Regions from separate parts of the Mus musculus genome. Here region 2 is linked to region 1. The links are chromatin contacts, called in public HiChIP or PLAC-seq maps. All regions are on one chromosome and are shown on one strand. Each heading gives the region's core, a stretch centred on a gene start, on an enhancer-like site or on the middle of the called end of the contact. The rest is flanking DNA. Distances are from core to core; before and after follow the strand shown. Region 1 has its middle 170 kb from the start of Gm41333. Region 2 has its middle 30 kb from the start of Gm41333.

Region 1 (7,244 bases), core at 1,568-4,067:
GATGGGGATAGGATAGAACTGAGAGTATGGGCAAAGTGGCTGTTACACATGAATGGCATTTGCAGCTGAGACTTGCAAAAATATGAGAAAAGGCATTGTGAGCTTAGATTAGTCCCAAGCACTGTGAAAAACCAGGTGCTTTCCTGACAATCTCTGCAACCAAAAACTGCAAAGGAGGAAGCAGGAACTCTGGCAGAGCCTTCAGTGTAGACCAAAATTCTGAGCCAGCTTTCTGAGAATCTCTGTCTCCAGTACTAAAAGCAACAAAGTCCACACCACCCATTGCTGGCTCTCAGAACATCTTTCAGTACTTGTCCTATGTCCCAGACTCATTGGTCTAACTACCACTCCCTGAGGGGGCCATCATCTTTCAAGATGCATTTATTATTACTTATTTCACTTAATTTATTGACTTTACATCCCAACTGTGGTTTTACCTTCCTTCTCTCTTCCCAGTCCTCCCCCATCCCCTCCCACACACAGCCCTCACCCTAATCCACTCCTCCTCTGTTTCTCTTCAAAAAAAGAGGAGGCCTCTGATGGATATTAGCCAGTCCTGGCATATCAAGCTGCAGTTAAGACTAGGTCATCATCTCTTATTGAAGCTAGACAAAGCATCTCAGTAAGAGGAAGGGTTCCCAAAGGCAGGCAACAGAGTCAGAGATAAAACTCCTGCTCCTGCTGTTAGGAGTCCTACATGAAGACCAAGCCACACAACTGTAACATATGTGCAGAGGGCCTAGGTCAGGCCCATGCATGCTTCCTGCTTGGCAGTTCTGTTCAAGATGGTCTTAATTCATAAATGTTCCTTTCTCATCTTCCTGGTTACTAAACTCTACCCAGTCTTTAAAGATGACTTGGATACCACCTTCTTCCTAAAGCAGTCTTCTACCATCAGGACAAGCTGAGTCTAGATCTGTAATCTCTCTTCTCAGTTCTTTGAATGCCCAGTATCTCTTCTTTTCATTGTACTTGCCACCCTGAAGAGCCAGACCCAGTTTCTCATCCCCGCTGCTTCCTAAGCTCAGTAGTGAAAATTGTATCTTCTGTCTGCAGTTCTAACACACATGTAAATTGCTAATATAGAAAGCAGGGGAAATGGGTCTGTAGGAAAATGGTAAAGAAGTGTGGAAACAGTATAGTACTTGCCTCAATATCATGAAGGTTTGAGTTATAACCCTGTCGTGATGAGCATTGTGGAGGTGGAGATCTGTCAGTGGAGACTGGTGAGCTCCAGGCCAATGGGAGAGACCCGGTCTCAAAATAAGGTAGACTACTCCTGAAGAATGATACCCCAGGTTGTTCTTCGGTTTCCACACACACATATACACATATGTGTGGGCACACATAGACTTATGTTTACCTATACATACATACATACATACATACATACACCACACACTAAGTAAATGAATGTATGAATGAATAACATGGAGAAAGAAAGGAAGAGAAAACCCATTTACTGAATAATATATATGAGAGGCATGAGAATTGAACTCTTTTCACCAAGCTCACACAGTCAAGGCTGAATCCACAATGAGACAATGTTTTGAAATAAGGACTTTCAGGAGGTAATTAAGTTTGAGCAAAGTCAACTGGGTCCTGATCTAAGTGAACTACTACTCTTATGCCAAACACCAGAGGAAAGACAATAAGAAAACAAAAGAAGGGCATTGTCTACCCATTAAAAAAAAAAATCCTATAGACACCTTATCTTGAAGATCAAGTTTCAAAAATTGTAAAATAATACATTTTCAAGTTTATGCTAACATATTTATAGAGTTTTATTACACCAGACCTGCACTAACAAAGTGTATGATAGAAATCTTTAGCTGCATAACATGGTCATAGAAAGTGATAGGGGAAAAAAAAGAGAGGTTCATATCAAGATGTCTGCTCAGCAGAAAACCTAAGGACTGGAACATAGGAACCCCATAGTCCCCAGCTGTTCCGTCATCAGAGTTCTTCTAGCACGCAGAGTGAAACTCACACTCGTGGGCTATTTCCACCTAGATCCTGCGGGCTACATATATATTAAAACCAAAGGGTCCCTTTATAGCTGGACTCTGACCAGAATCATTATTCTGTGTTTTATCACCTGCCTAGCAGAGACCCAAGAAATAATGTTCTATGGCTTGTGGCTCAATGGACTCCTCTTGCTTTCCTCATGGCCTTCTCTAGGGATAGCACTCCCTTCACAGCGTGATAAGCTTCTTCTATTTCTTCTCATCCTCCATCAACATTTCCCCCCAAAAAATGTCTCTTGCTCTATTTAACTCTATCTTAGCTCTGCATGAGCTATTCTGAGCGAGCTGAATATAGGGGCTTTGTATAGAAGCTTCCTATTGGGGCTTCTTTTATAATCATCACCTGGATATATTGTCCTAGCAACCTGAAGAGGAAATGTTTTATTCCCATGTTCTAGAACAAGAAAGTAACATGATGGAGAAGAGGGGCTTGTGCCAACATACAACAGCTGGTAATGATGAAGCCACATCCTGTCTTCTAAAGCAAAGCATCCATTTTTGTGCCTGCCTCCAGTACTTAGGAAGACTTCATTCCCCTACCCCTCCAAGCCCTTCTGCCCCTGCTTGTAAGCAGTTCTTTTGAACCTAATGGGGCTCTCATCAGGTTTCTGAAGTCACCTCTGGAGAGGAGGCTGTCAAAGTTTCAACATAAAACCTGAAACATGATCTTTATGGGGAGAAATGAGAAACCTGTTAAGGAAGCTGGGGGGGAGGGGGTACGGTGTAGATGAGCAAGGTGTCCTGCAAGTGGACCCAGCAGGCCAGTCATAACTCAGGAATGCATCGCCTCATTTATCCCCTGACCAGGAGTCCACCGGGAGCTATTGCATAAGATGAGAGCATGGTCACTAGTTACCATGTGACTAGCAATCATAGATGCATGACAAAGCAGAGAGGAATGCAGCATTTGGCACACCGTTTAGAGGACAATAAACAGGTCCTAGTGAACTTGTGCATGCTCAAAAAGCACCCAGCAACTTGGTTAAAATGGGCAAGTCTAGACTATATCTCCTCCCTGTTAGCATGCTTGCTTCTACCCCTGAAAGGTCAAAGAAGGAACTCACTCATTAGTTTTCACTGCTTTAGGACTTAACATACTATTGCTAGAAGAAGCAAGTTAAAATCAAGTCACAAAGAATTTATTTGATCACCTATTGTGCTGTCATGCTGGGTACCAAATACACGATTGAAGTAAGACTTAAGCCTTAGGAAGCTTCACTATCTGAAGATAAACAGTCTCATTAGTAGTGACTAGTGTTTGGCAGGTTAAGGACAAAGGTTCTAGAAGGATCATATCCCAGTAATAATTACTATAGTTGTTGACCTATGAACCTAAGCACTTCCTAGCCTCTCTCAGGTCTTTTGTCTTCTGCCTCCTTCCAAGCCTACTTTCATTCTTATATTGTACTGGCGGAGCACTAACAAAGTCTTTGTCATCTCCTTGATCTAAGCACATACACCCTCATCATGTTTACATTCCCATCTCTAACTGGTTTCCAATGCATGGTCTTTACTGACAGTAAGTGTTCTAAAATAAACCATAATGTAGTAGAATGTACTACTATGACTGAGTAAAATCTTAGCTGGTTTTCTTTCTTTTCCTTTTTTAATGTTTTTAAGAGTCTTACATAACACATGTTGGTGTCAAATTCACTGTGCAACAGAGGTGATACTCAAACTCCTGATCCTCTTGCCTTTATCTTCCAGGTGCTAGAATTCTACGTGTGTGCTTACTGTGCTTAGCTAATTAAAAGCCCCCATTATCCTGACTGTACAGGTAAGGAAAGTAGACATATACAGACTTCTTACATTACTCAGCATCATGCTCCAAGAAGTCCAAACTTTAGGTCATTTCACTCCTAATGGAACCCAGAAAACAATGACTGAAGGTATGACTGTACAAGGCCAGACTATAGACTGGAAAATGTGCCTCTTTAGCAGTAGGATTATTTTGAGCTTGTTATTTTAAAGCATATAGACATGAGAGTAGTTCTTTAAAAAGTAGCTGCCTTCTTATAAGAAGAGCCACATCTATAGAGGAAGTTAACTTTGAGAGAGACTCCCTCTTACCAGGAAAAAAAAAAGACCCATTAAATAAATCACTGAAGAATGAGAAATTGGAAAAGGCATGGAGTGTGAGCTGCAGAGCACAACTAAGCTTTGTTTGAGGGGCTTTTCCTACCCATCTTGCTATGAAGAACTTTGCTTTTTTTCCAGAAGGTGCTAATATTTAAGTCTGAGGTTCAGTCTCTTTCCTAGAGATGCACTCTATGAACCCGTGCTACATTCTGTGGGTTTTCTTGCAGGAACATATGAGTTTCCTTTTGTTTGTTCTCTTGTTCTACCTTTTGCTGCACCTAGAAAATCATGACAAAAGAAAATTATTATTCCTCCCCTATAGTCTCTTATTTAAAATTATCAGTGACTCCCTATTTACTGTCAGTAATATAATTCAAATTCTTCAGGATAGATTCAAGAATCATATATGCTTCTACCCTAGCCCTAGCTTCAACTCTGTCCACTCAGACTTCACATTCTAGTACCCAGCAATCTGGACATCATTAAGTCCCTAGATCCCTCTTGAGTACTTATAAGTTCTTCCTCTTTGTTATTTAACCTTTCTTCCTAAATACCTTTCTTTGCTAATGTTTCTGGCAGTGGCAGAATCTCCAGATTAGAAATTACAGGCTCCTTCTTCTAAACCTCCACAGCATAGGTTCATTTCTTCCTCATCAGTGGTCCACACTGGTTCAAACCATGTAGCATGGGACACATGCACGCTGCTGCACAGGCCTATAAAAATACCTGGACAGCTTTAGGCATTTACCCTAAGAATAGAGACCCAACCTTCTCTCATCATGATGGATTTGGAGTTATTCATATTTGTTGAATAATTAGGTTAAAAAAAATAGTTCTCAATACAATGCCTTCAAAAAGCTGATGTTAGCCGGGTGTGGTGGCACACGCCTTTAATCCCAGCACTCCGGAGGCAGAGGTAGGCGGATTTCTGAGTTCGAGGCCAGCCTGGTCTATCTACAAAGTGAGTGCCAGGACAGCCAGGGCTACACAGAGAAACCCTGTCTCAAAAAAACCATAAAATAAAATAAAATAAAATAAAATAAAATAAAATAAAATAAAAAAGCTGATGTTGAATCTGTTAATATAAAGGAATTTGAAATTCATTAAACTTCTGGCACTATCTATTCTTTCAAGAAACAGAATAAGTGTTAATTGTTCCTCATCCATAAGATGTCTCTGGGGTCTTGCCACCCATCCATTAATGGACATAATTCATAGTAGATGAATTTACTTTTTCAGCAGGTCACCTTTTTCTTTTTAGGTAAAAATTTGTGAACTCTCACTCGATGATTTATATTATGTCAGTTTCTAAGGTAGTAGCAAGGGAGCAATCTCCATCAGCCCTGTGGTTAGTAGGAAAGGTGTGTATTCCATCGCAGTACTTCACCATAAGTACCATGCCTGGGATGGGACACGGATACAAAGAGAGCATGGATAGGCAGCCCTCATACTCAAGTATGAACACAACATTTTTATGAAAGGAACGGAGGGAAGCAGGGAAGGAAAAGGGAAGGGAGGAAAAGAAGGAGGGAGGGAAGAGGAAGGAAGGAAGGGAGGGAGGGAGGGAGGGAGGGAGGGAGGGAGGGAGGGAGGGAGGGAGGGAGGGAGAAGCAGGTACTAAGTCAGAGTGTCATGACAGAAAAGGTAGGGTTAAAGCAAAACAAAATGTCATTTAGTGTGACTAGAAATTGTATATTGTCAATAATAACTCATTCCATGTTTGGGACTCCTCATAACTCTTGATAAGAGGCTAAATCTCTTTTAATATAGATGCTAAAACTGTACAAATCTTTACTTTTCCATATTCCTGACAGCACAGCTGTGGTATGTGTTTTATTCTCATCTCAGAAGATGCGTCTGTCAAGTATTTTTAATTTGGGCAAATGACATAAGACATGAGAGTGCCCTGTTATGGAGCTATGGGGACACTAATAACCACAGGCTATCCTGAGATCAAATGACAGTGTAAACACAAGACAGTGGTGGAATAATTTGCTATTTTCATATTATAGTCACTAGAGCCCCTATGAGTTGCTTTTGCCATGCCACATACCTTTATTCCAATTTCCCCTTTCCTTTTCCTTCCTTCCATCCATCCTTCCTTCCTTCCTTCCTTCCTTCCTTCCTTCCTTCCTTCCTTCCTTCCTTCCTTCCTTCCTCCCTCCCTCCCTCCCTTCCTCCCTTCCCCCCTTTCTTTCCATCCCTCCCTTCCTTCTCCCCCTTCCCTCTGTCTTCCCTATCTCTCACAACCATTCTGTCCTCACTCTATCTCTATGTGCCTTTCCTCTCTAAACTGAGGATTAAACCCCAGTCCTAATCCACAAACAAACAAACAAAAAAACACCACTCTATGAACTACAACCCAGCCCTTTACTTATTTCCTAATCTCAAATGTCCTGATAACTAATCACTATCTTGTCTGGACCACATTTCCCAAACGTGTATCTTGAGGCAGCGTTTAGGAGAAAGTGATCCTGATAGGATTCAGCTTAGGAGTAGACAGACAAGGCAGGAAACCAATAATAAAAATCAGTAGAAGATGAACAGGGGTGGGAAAGTGGCTAATGTTGTAGGAACTTTAATGAGTTCTGGAATATTCTTCAGAGATTTACTTGAAAAACAGCTAGCTATAGTAGTATCTATTCTCCAATTTCTATCCATCCTTGGATAAGGGCTTCATTTATTCCATCCACTGCCAAAACAATTCCATTAGTTCCCTGGAATTTGCTTTGGACCCAGAGAAACTCTATAGGCAGAGTCATAAATGCTTGTCCTGATACATGTTCATCTTTTACTGGAACAGAGCATATATATTGTAAGCCCTTTGCAGCCTCGTGGCTGCATCCTTCTGAAAGCTCTATTTCAGTAGGATTTCATCAATTTCTGTTGTTTTTCCCCAGCAGCTCTGTTAGAATTCAAACATGAAAAGGTGTTAATGGAGATGTCATCAAAACTGAAAAATCTTGGGTTTGACCTTACTGGGAATAATATGGAGCTAAAGATGCTTAAAGCAAGAAAAAAAGTGTTAGATTTTGTTTTGGGTTCACTTAAATGGGTCAATATAAATCCTTTAATGGTAATAAATTTTAAAATGATAAGCAATTTAATCTCAAACCTTCATTATGTTCTCAGAGAGGA
Region 2 (7,244 bases), core at 2,894-5,393, 200 kb before region 1:
CCTGTCAATGACCAGTTGTTTTATTTATCTACTCCTAGTTTTTACATAGGAATAAATATAGATCCATTTTCTTGAGTTTCCATTTCTCATGAAAGTCATATGTTTTAGCTCTAAAATCCTGATTAGAGGAAAGCTTGGTGTTTTTTTCCATGCCAAGAGGTATTATAACTTCAGCTATCAATCATGAGAGCCTAGACCTCTAACTAGGATCCATTCAAATACTGTTACAACACCAATTTGTGGCTAATTTAAATTTTACATTAATATTAGATATTTGGAGATTTACATTTTAAACATTTTTGACTACATATATTAAAATGCTTAACAACATATATATGCATAAACATATTTAATATGAAGCTGCACTGATGTCCTTTGTCTTCCTTGATATTAAAATTAAATTTCCATTTAAAGATATGTTTCTTCTATCCACTTATCTATCCATACCTTTTTCTATATCATCCAGGAGACTCTGAGTTTCTTATATACTTGAATTGAATTTGGCAATTACCACAAATATTACAAGTCCTAGATTTTTTTTATACTTTGGAGGACTTGTAAGAAAAAGTATTCTGTGTTCCAGATTTTCCATGAGAAGAGTGCTTACTAACACCTAGCCCCTAAATGCTTTATATTGATGAAATAAAATTGTTTATGAAAAATATTTCATCACAATGCCCAAAAGAGTAAAATCAGACAAAAATCTTCAAAAATGTTCATCGGTATTATCAGAAAACTTGCTAGATGTGTGTGTGTGTGTGTGTGTGTGTGTGTGTGTGTGTATATACATATATATTATGAATAAATAAAGAGTTTTAACAGTTCATACAAGGGGTATGCATTGCTTACTCTAAAGAGCAATGTCTTCTCACTATGGAGGCAATTTGGTTTTATTTTATGAGCAAAAGCATGTGGGACTTAGCTGGTATTCAAGCTCTAGGGAGAGAGCATCCCTAACCTAGGGATATTCTGGCTTCTCTCTCACTGATACTGGTCATGTGTTGAAATCACAGAGGCGATTGCTTGCTACTCACTAGAGGGTATTATCACCTCCAGGAAGAATGTGCAACTACTGGCACATAACCATAGGGTCATGTTTCTTAAAATGGGTAGAGAAAGAGCAAATTGGGGTAAAGGTCTCAGGATAGTGAGGTGATGCTGAAGAGTAAAAGATTAAAGGACCAAAATTTGAAGGAGGCAACTCTTGGAGGAAATTTCAAACTACACTTCCCATTGCATATGCGCTGTGCTTGGACTGCAGTGAAAGTGTTATGGGCTCATCCAATGCTTCCTCGTTGTGGGCCTCACCCAAGTTAAGTTTCTTAGCCATGCCTTTAAGCTCTCTCTTAAAAGTCAACAGAAAATCAAGGTAGTATCTCATTTGGAGTTTGAAAACTGGAAATGAAGCTAGCTGATCAAAGGATGGGGCCCTCTGATTGTGCGGTACCCATGTGACCCATGTCTGAAGACATGACAAGCAGCTAGAGAACACTGAGAAAGGGGAGGAGCAACTGGAAGAAGATATGGAGTATCCTTGTCCGCCTGTAGAGTGCTAAGGCAGAAGCAGACATGTTCTGTACTGCTGCTAATATGCAAAATAAATGCCATCAATTATTTGTTACTATTTATTGAATATTTTCTCTGTGCCCATACAAGTGACTATTATGTGCCCAGTGTGGAAAAAATGTTTATTTTTATTATCTCACTTAATTTTCATAATGCTGCAAAGATAGTGTTGGTTCATAAGCTTAAATGGCATATTATGCCGTTTCTCAGTTGCTAAAAAGCTTAATTTTTCTTAGCATGAAGTCACCATGATTTAATTGAAAACAACTGGGCTTTGCAGCTTGATCAAGCTAAGCTTTTTTCCCAGCTCTGCTATCCACTAGTTTTGTTACTGTGGTCAACATAATTTAAATTCTCTTAGGTTCAATCTGCTCATACATAAAATAGGAGTACTAATGACTAACTCATATGTTGCCCACAGGATTAAAATGAGATATGTTTACATAAAACATATTAAAAGTAAACATTCATTGAATACTTTCTTTGTGTCAGGCATGTGTTAATTTTATTTAATTTTCACAACGTCCCTTATAAAGAAATAGGAATAGTTCCAATTTCTTTAAAACAAACAAACAAACTAATGCTCATAAAACTAGATTTCCCCCCCCCACAACACACAAGGCCATACAACAAATAAATATCATAGTTGTCATTGTAAACCCTTTCATATTGTTTTGCTGTGGCTCTAATTACTGGTCTTTGGAGAAATTAAAAGCCTGAAAAATAGTGGAAGTATTCACTATTTTATGAGGTTTTTATATCAGTTTTTGTTTTAAAAGAAGTTAGATATAGTAGGCTCTAAAGCCCTTTCCAGCATTGACTCTTGTTTAAAAAAAAAAAAAAGATTTTCTATGCTGGGTAAGAAATAATCAATTTTGGCCAAATTTGGCTTGATATGACCCATAAGACCATACCTTCCTGAATCATGTGTGAAAGATAATTCCTGATCAGTTTTTGCAGGGAATATCCCTAGTATAAGTATAGCTATTGGTATCTACAATTCTGTTCTTTAAGCTTTGTTTCTCCTCTTTTCCTTTATTAAACGACCACTGCTCTGAATGTTCAGTTCAAGAGCAAAGTGGGTGCTTCATGAAACTTCCACTTGCTTCGTCCATTGTGTTTGCTTCTTGATGTCTAAGTTCTTGTGAGTTAGAAACCCTCATGCTCTGTCCTGAAAACTGCTTCTTCCCAAACACTCTCCCTGAGGCATGGGGAATTTAACCTCATATACTCATCATTTCAGATGCGACCAGGCATCTTCAGACCATTATGTTTCTATTGGAATTTGGAACAACTAGAAAACCAGTGATGCTGAATTATCTCAACCCTACCACCAAAGAAACATCGCAGGAAACGTGCACAAAACAAAACAGCTTCCTTTTAGGCTCACATCTCCTCCTGGCAGTGGGTACATCAAACGCTAGCGAGCCCTTTGTCCTGGTGCCCCCACTAGATTTTTCTCTTCAATCGATTTGACTTTGGGAGAAACAAAGGTCTTTAAGTATAAAAGTGAGTGACAGAGAATAGGACACATCACTATCCCTCTTGTTACAGCATGGAGGTTTAGTATTATAAGCTCATAAGGATTTTAGAAGTACTCTTTACACACCTTTTGCTTGATAGCTCTGGAAACTGAAACCAGATCAAACAGAAATTTAATTTCTTATTTTTTTCTGCCCATTTCTCTACACATTGACACAAACATACACATTACACATGCACATAAACACCCAGTGTCCCCCTAGCCCCCCCTCTCTCCCTCCCTCCCTCCCTCCTTCTCTGTTTCTTTCTTTCTCCCACTGAATCTTTAAATTCAACCAAGTAAGTAAACCACAAGTATCAAGAATGCAAACATCTTATGAGAGATGCAATGATCTTCATGTTAAAATCTGATGGGCTGTCACATTAAAATATAGCAAAGTGAATAGAAAAGAGGACCAGGAGTCCACCTGATGTAGCTCTAAGGATGTTTTCATGCCCATCCACTGAGTGAACCTATATAACTTAGTTAATGCCTTTGGGTCCCATTTTCATCTCCTAAAGGAAGAGTTTTAATTGTGCCTCACAGTATTGCTGATGGGTTCACACCAGATTCTAGGTGTGAAAGTGCTTGCGCTCCATCTACATGTAAGAAAACACACAACAGAAGTGTCTTTGGGCACACAAGGTGAGGCTCAGAAACCCCCAAAAGATGAAGTGTTGCTAAGTGCTCCAGTGAACTAAAGCTAAGTAAACAGTCAGAAACCATCAAACCTTCAACAACAAACCGATATTTGGGCTAACCACACCCAACTCCTACAGCAGCTTGCAAGGTACATACAAGGAAAAATACCATAACTTTGTGGATTTCTGGGTGGGAGAAACATATCTAGGAACACAAAATGACAAGCTACTAGGCTTCAGGAAGTAGCAGGTGTCCCCAGGGAACATCAAATATGAGTCAACACACCTCTTCTGGTTCCTAAGTTTAACTGCAGGCCTTTGGAAATAGAGAGGCCATTCCTAAGGCTTATGAGGAACCACAAGACCTGCTTTCTCGTGTGTGCAGCCTGAGACTCTGAGCCATTGTCCCATGGGAGGCCACTGGCAGCCTCAGACAGAGCAAGCTGAGTTGGGATGAGCCATGATACTGAGTTCCAGTAAAACCCACAGAATGTTCTGAACTTATGACTAAGTCTGAGCAACATAAACAAGCTCCAAAAACCACCTCAAGAAGGGTGGCTTTGGTGGTGTGGCCTGGTAATCTCTTTTCTCAAAGGAAGGAAGGAAGGAAAGAAGAAGAAAAGGAGAGAGAGACAAGAGTCAGAGAGACCTAGAGAGATAGAGATAGGGGCACAGAGAGGCACACAGAGACAGAGAAGAAAAGGTCTTGTTTAAAAGAACCAAGATATTCTACTTTACAGTTTTCATTTTTTGATAGTGACGTATCTAGCCCCCCCACTTTTTTGATGCTAATCTCTCTGTTTTGAGCTCTCACAGGAAAGTAGTTAGCTGTGAGTGCTGGAGCCCAGGGCATCCTCAGGACCACCATGGGGCCTGGGTGGGGTTGAACAGATGGTGTGCTTGCCTGCTACTCCCTTGAGTCAGCCAGAACAGCTTCCTCTTTTATTGATTTTATTTTATTGGCCTTCCTCACACTTTATTGGAGAAATACGTGTATAACAAGCTCCTGCTGTTTTTCAAAGGAAGAAAGTATAAAAGCAGAATAAATAATGATATTAGCTCTGAAGTAGCAAGAACTAGTGGGTACTTGTTGAATGTGTGCCAGGTACTGCTTTCAATTTAAAATCCTCACATGACCCCAGAAGTGAATGCTCTCATCAGTACCCTCCTAGAGAAGGGCAGAATAAGATACAGAGAATTTGAATGACTCTACTTATGTGAGTAAGCCAATCATTAGCTCAGAATATAGTTCCTACCAGCAGGATTGATGTCTGCCCATGTGTTCTTATCTGATACAGTTTATTGACTCCTTCACCAAGGCTTGACTTGTGTTTCTATTCTCAAAGTAGACCCAAGGCTGTTGCCTGACTTCCCCTTTCTATCCATGGTCTGCACAATGTTCGGCCTACATTCAGATACTGTTCCTTCAGTAGAGTTTCCCCTGGATACTTCATTGAGAAGGAGGCTTCTTCTGGTCAGTCTGCCTCTCCTTTACTTTGCTCCATTTTTATTCTTAGCATTAAAAAAAAAAACTGATCTGCAAAATCTATGGGCTCTGTGTGGTCTTTGGTCTATGGACCTTCTTAGCTCCTGAGATCAGTGACTTTCTCAGTTCCCCAGATCACTGTCCATCCCTAACAACTGAATTACAACAAAGGCTTGAGGAAATAAACATGTAAGAGAGTATAACAGTTGTCAAGGAAAGAATAAAGAAAGATATGTGGCAAGGAAGATCACTTGGTACTGACTGGAAAACCCAGAATGAGAGGTCTAATAACTTAAGACTAGAATCATGTGATGTGGAATGAGACGACAGATGATGCTTCATTTATTCTTTTGTTTTTGAGATAAGGGTCTCAGATTCACAATGTTTTTGTAAGGATTAGGTGAAGCAGGATGCACCTGTAAATAGATCTTTGTTGATGGCTTCCTACATTTTCTACTCTAGACCTGGTTCTGGAGATATAGCAAGCGTATAAGAGGAATGTGTGCTGAGTTAAACCAAGTCGAGAGTGGCTAAACTGCTATGGGGAAAGCACAGAAACAGGTGCAAAGAAATGAGCATCCATTTGGTCATGTGACTATGGCTCTGGCCATAACGTCTCACCTTGTGTACCTTTTCAGTCTTTATTTCTGTCTGGATAAAATAAGGTAGGGCAATATTTGGTAGGCATTATTTTTTATCTCTGAGATCTTTTAAGACCAAACCTAGCATTACACAGTTGATCTGCTTTCTCTCACATTTCTGAAAGCAAACTACCCAACCCTCCTTATTGCCAGGGACTAACTATTCTGTTTACTATTTGGTTCCTAGGGTCCAGCCCAAATAAAAATTCTGAGTATATCTCAGATTAGAAAATTACTCTGGCTGGCTGGACAAGAAATGCTTATATATACAATAGGCAGTCAAATCATTATCTTATCTGGATCTCTATGGGTCGTTCTGGGTAGATGAGCCTCTTGACTCACTTGGTCAAAGGAATGCCATTATCCATAGCTAGCCCTTTTCTTTTATGAATGGAAAAGGAGGGAAATGTGGGGAGGCGCTCTTGGAGATTTCTGCTTTAAGTCCATCTTGAAGAGCTTGGTGGGTTTGTTCTTGTTCCTGGGGAGGACTCATTATTTCTTTTGACATGCTGATTTATTGGATGAGGCTACTGCCAAGGACTTAGTTGGCTGGTGAAGTCCTATTGGTGACCTGATAAAAAGGCTCTGTGTTCTCATTCATTTCTTTACCTACCATTTTAAAACAACCAGTAGTTTGCTTGTACATGTATTAAAACAGAGCAAACAAAAACTTGCAGGCAGGACACTGATCATGGCTTCAAGAATCAGTTCTCTAACATTTATATATATCTCTCTCAAAGACTACGAGTTGTAAGACATAGCTTCTACCTCTGTTTGGTATATCAACAGTGAGTAATATTTAGCACTTTTGGTTTTCAAAGCATTTACTTGTTTATCATTTGATACTCAGGAAAACTACCTGTAGCTACTATTATAAACCTATATTTTATATGAACAAACTGAAGACACAAATTACCCTTTAAGTCTTGCTTAAGGACACAGATTAAAATTGGGATTTTTCTGACTCAAGTTCTTGGCTCAGAGTTGAAGAACAGCAAAGGCGGTTGGGAAAGATCCCAGGCAAAAGTTCTTAACATTTAGCAAAACAAGTCATTGCTGAATTGCAGTATCCTCACAACTTCCCCATCTCTCGTGGGACAGAAAAAAAATCTTAGGAAAAAAGAATGGCATAGCCTACTTATGTAAGTTCTGGGAAACTAAGGCCTGATCCCCTATCTAGCCGTGTGGAGACAGAACAGAGAATGGGAGTACAAAGTGGGAAGGGAGTTAGAGACTCCCTAGGCTAGGTATGGAAATCCAGTTGAGTCTTTTTACAAACTATTTCCTCTGTGTGTGCCACACACAGTTTGTCAGTCATACTTAAGTATATAGCCCTCATAATCATTTTATAAGGATAAAATAATGCATGTGTAGTAATAAGTAGAGTA

Evidence for each region. HiChIP or PLAC-seq counts read pairs in DNA pulled down with a chosen protein or histone mark.
Region 2: a contact with region 1 is called in a FOXA1 HiChIP or PLAC-seq map of pancreatic cancer cells. The contact joins two enhancer-like sites. A contact is called at or near these places in 1 of 15 datasets of contacts at CTCF or cohesin (CD8 T cells), 1 of 484 Hi-C or Micro-C datasets (nephron progenitors) and 2 of 115 datasets of contacts at active chromatin or transcription factors (CD8 T cells and pancreatic cancer cells).

What each region holds. Positions count from the first base shown.
Region 1 is chr15:62,496,779-62,504,022 of GRCm38.p6, reverse strand. No RefSeq gene overlaps it. Among named protein-coding and RNA genes, the nearest start is that of Gm41333, 170 kb to the left of the region's middle. Within about 2 kb of position 2,817, at least 61 of the 459 cell types and tissues checked have an H3K27ac peak or open chromatin away from gene starts, as enhancers often do. A contact at or near this core is called in pancreatic cancer cells, where this site is marked.
Region 2 is chr15:62,695,695-62,702,938 of GRCm38.p6, reverse strand. No RefSeq gene overlaps it. Among named protein-coding and RNA genes, the nearest start is that of Gm41333, 30 kb to the right of the region's middle. Within about 2 kb of position 4,143, at least 72 of the 459 cell types and tissues checked have an H3K27ac peak or open chromatin away from gene starts, as enhancers often do. A contact at or near this core is called in pancreatic cancer cells, where this site is marked.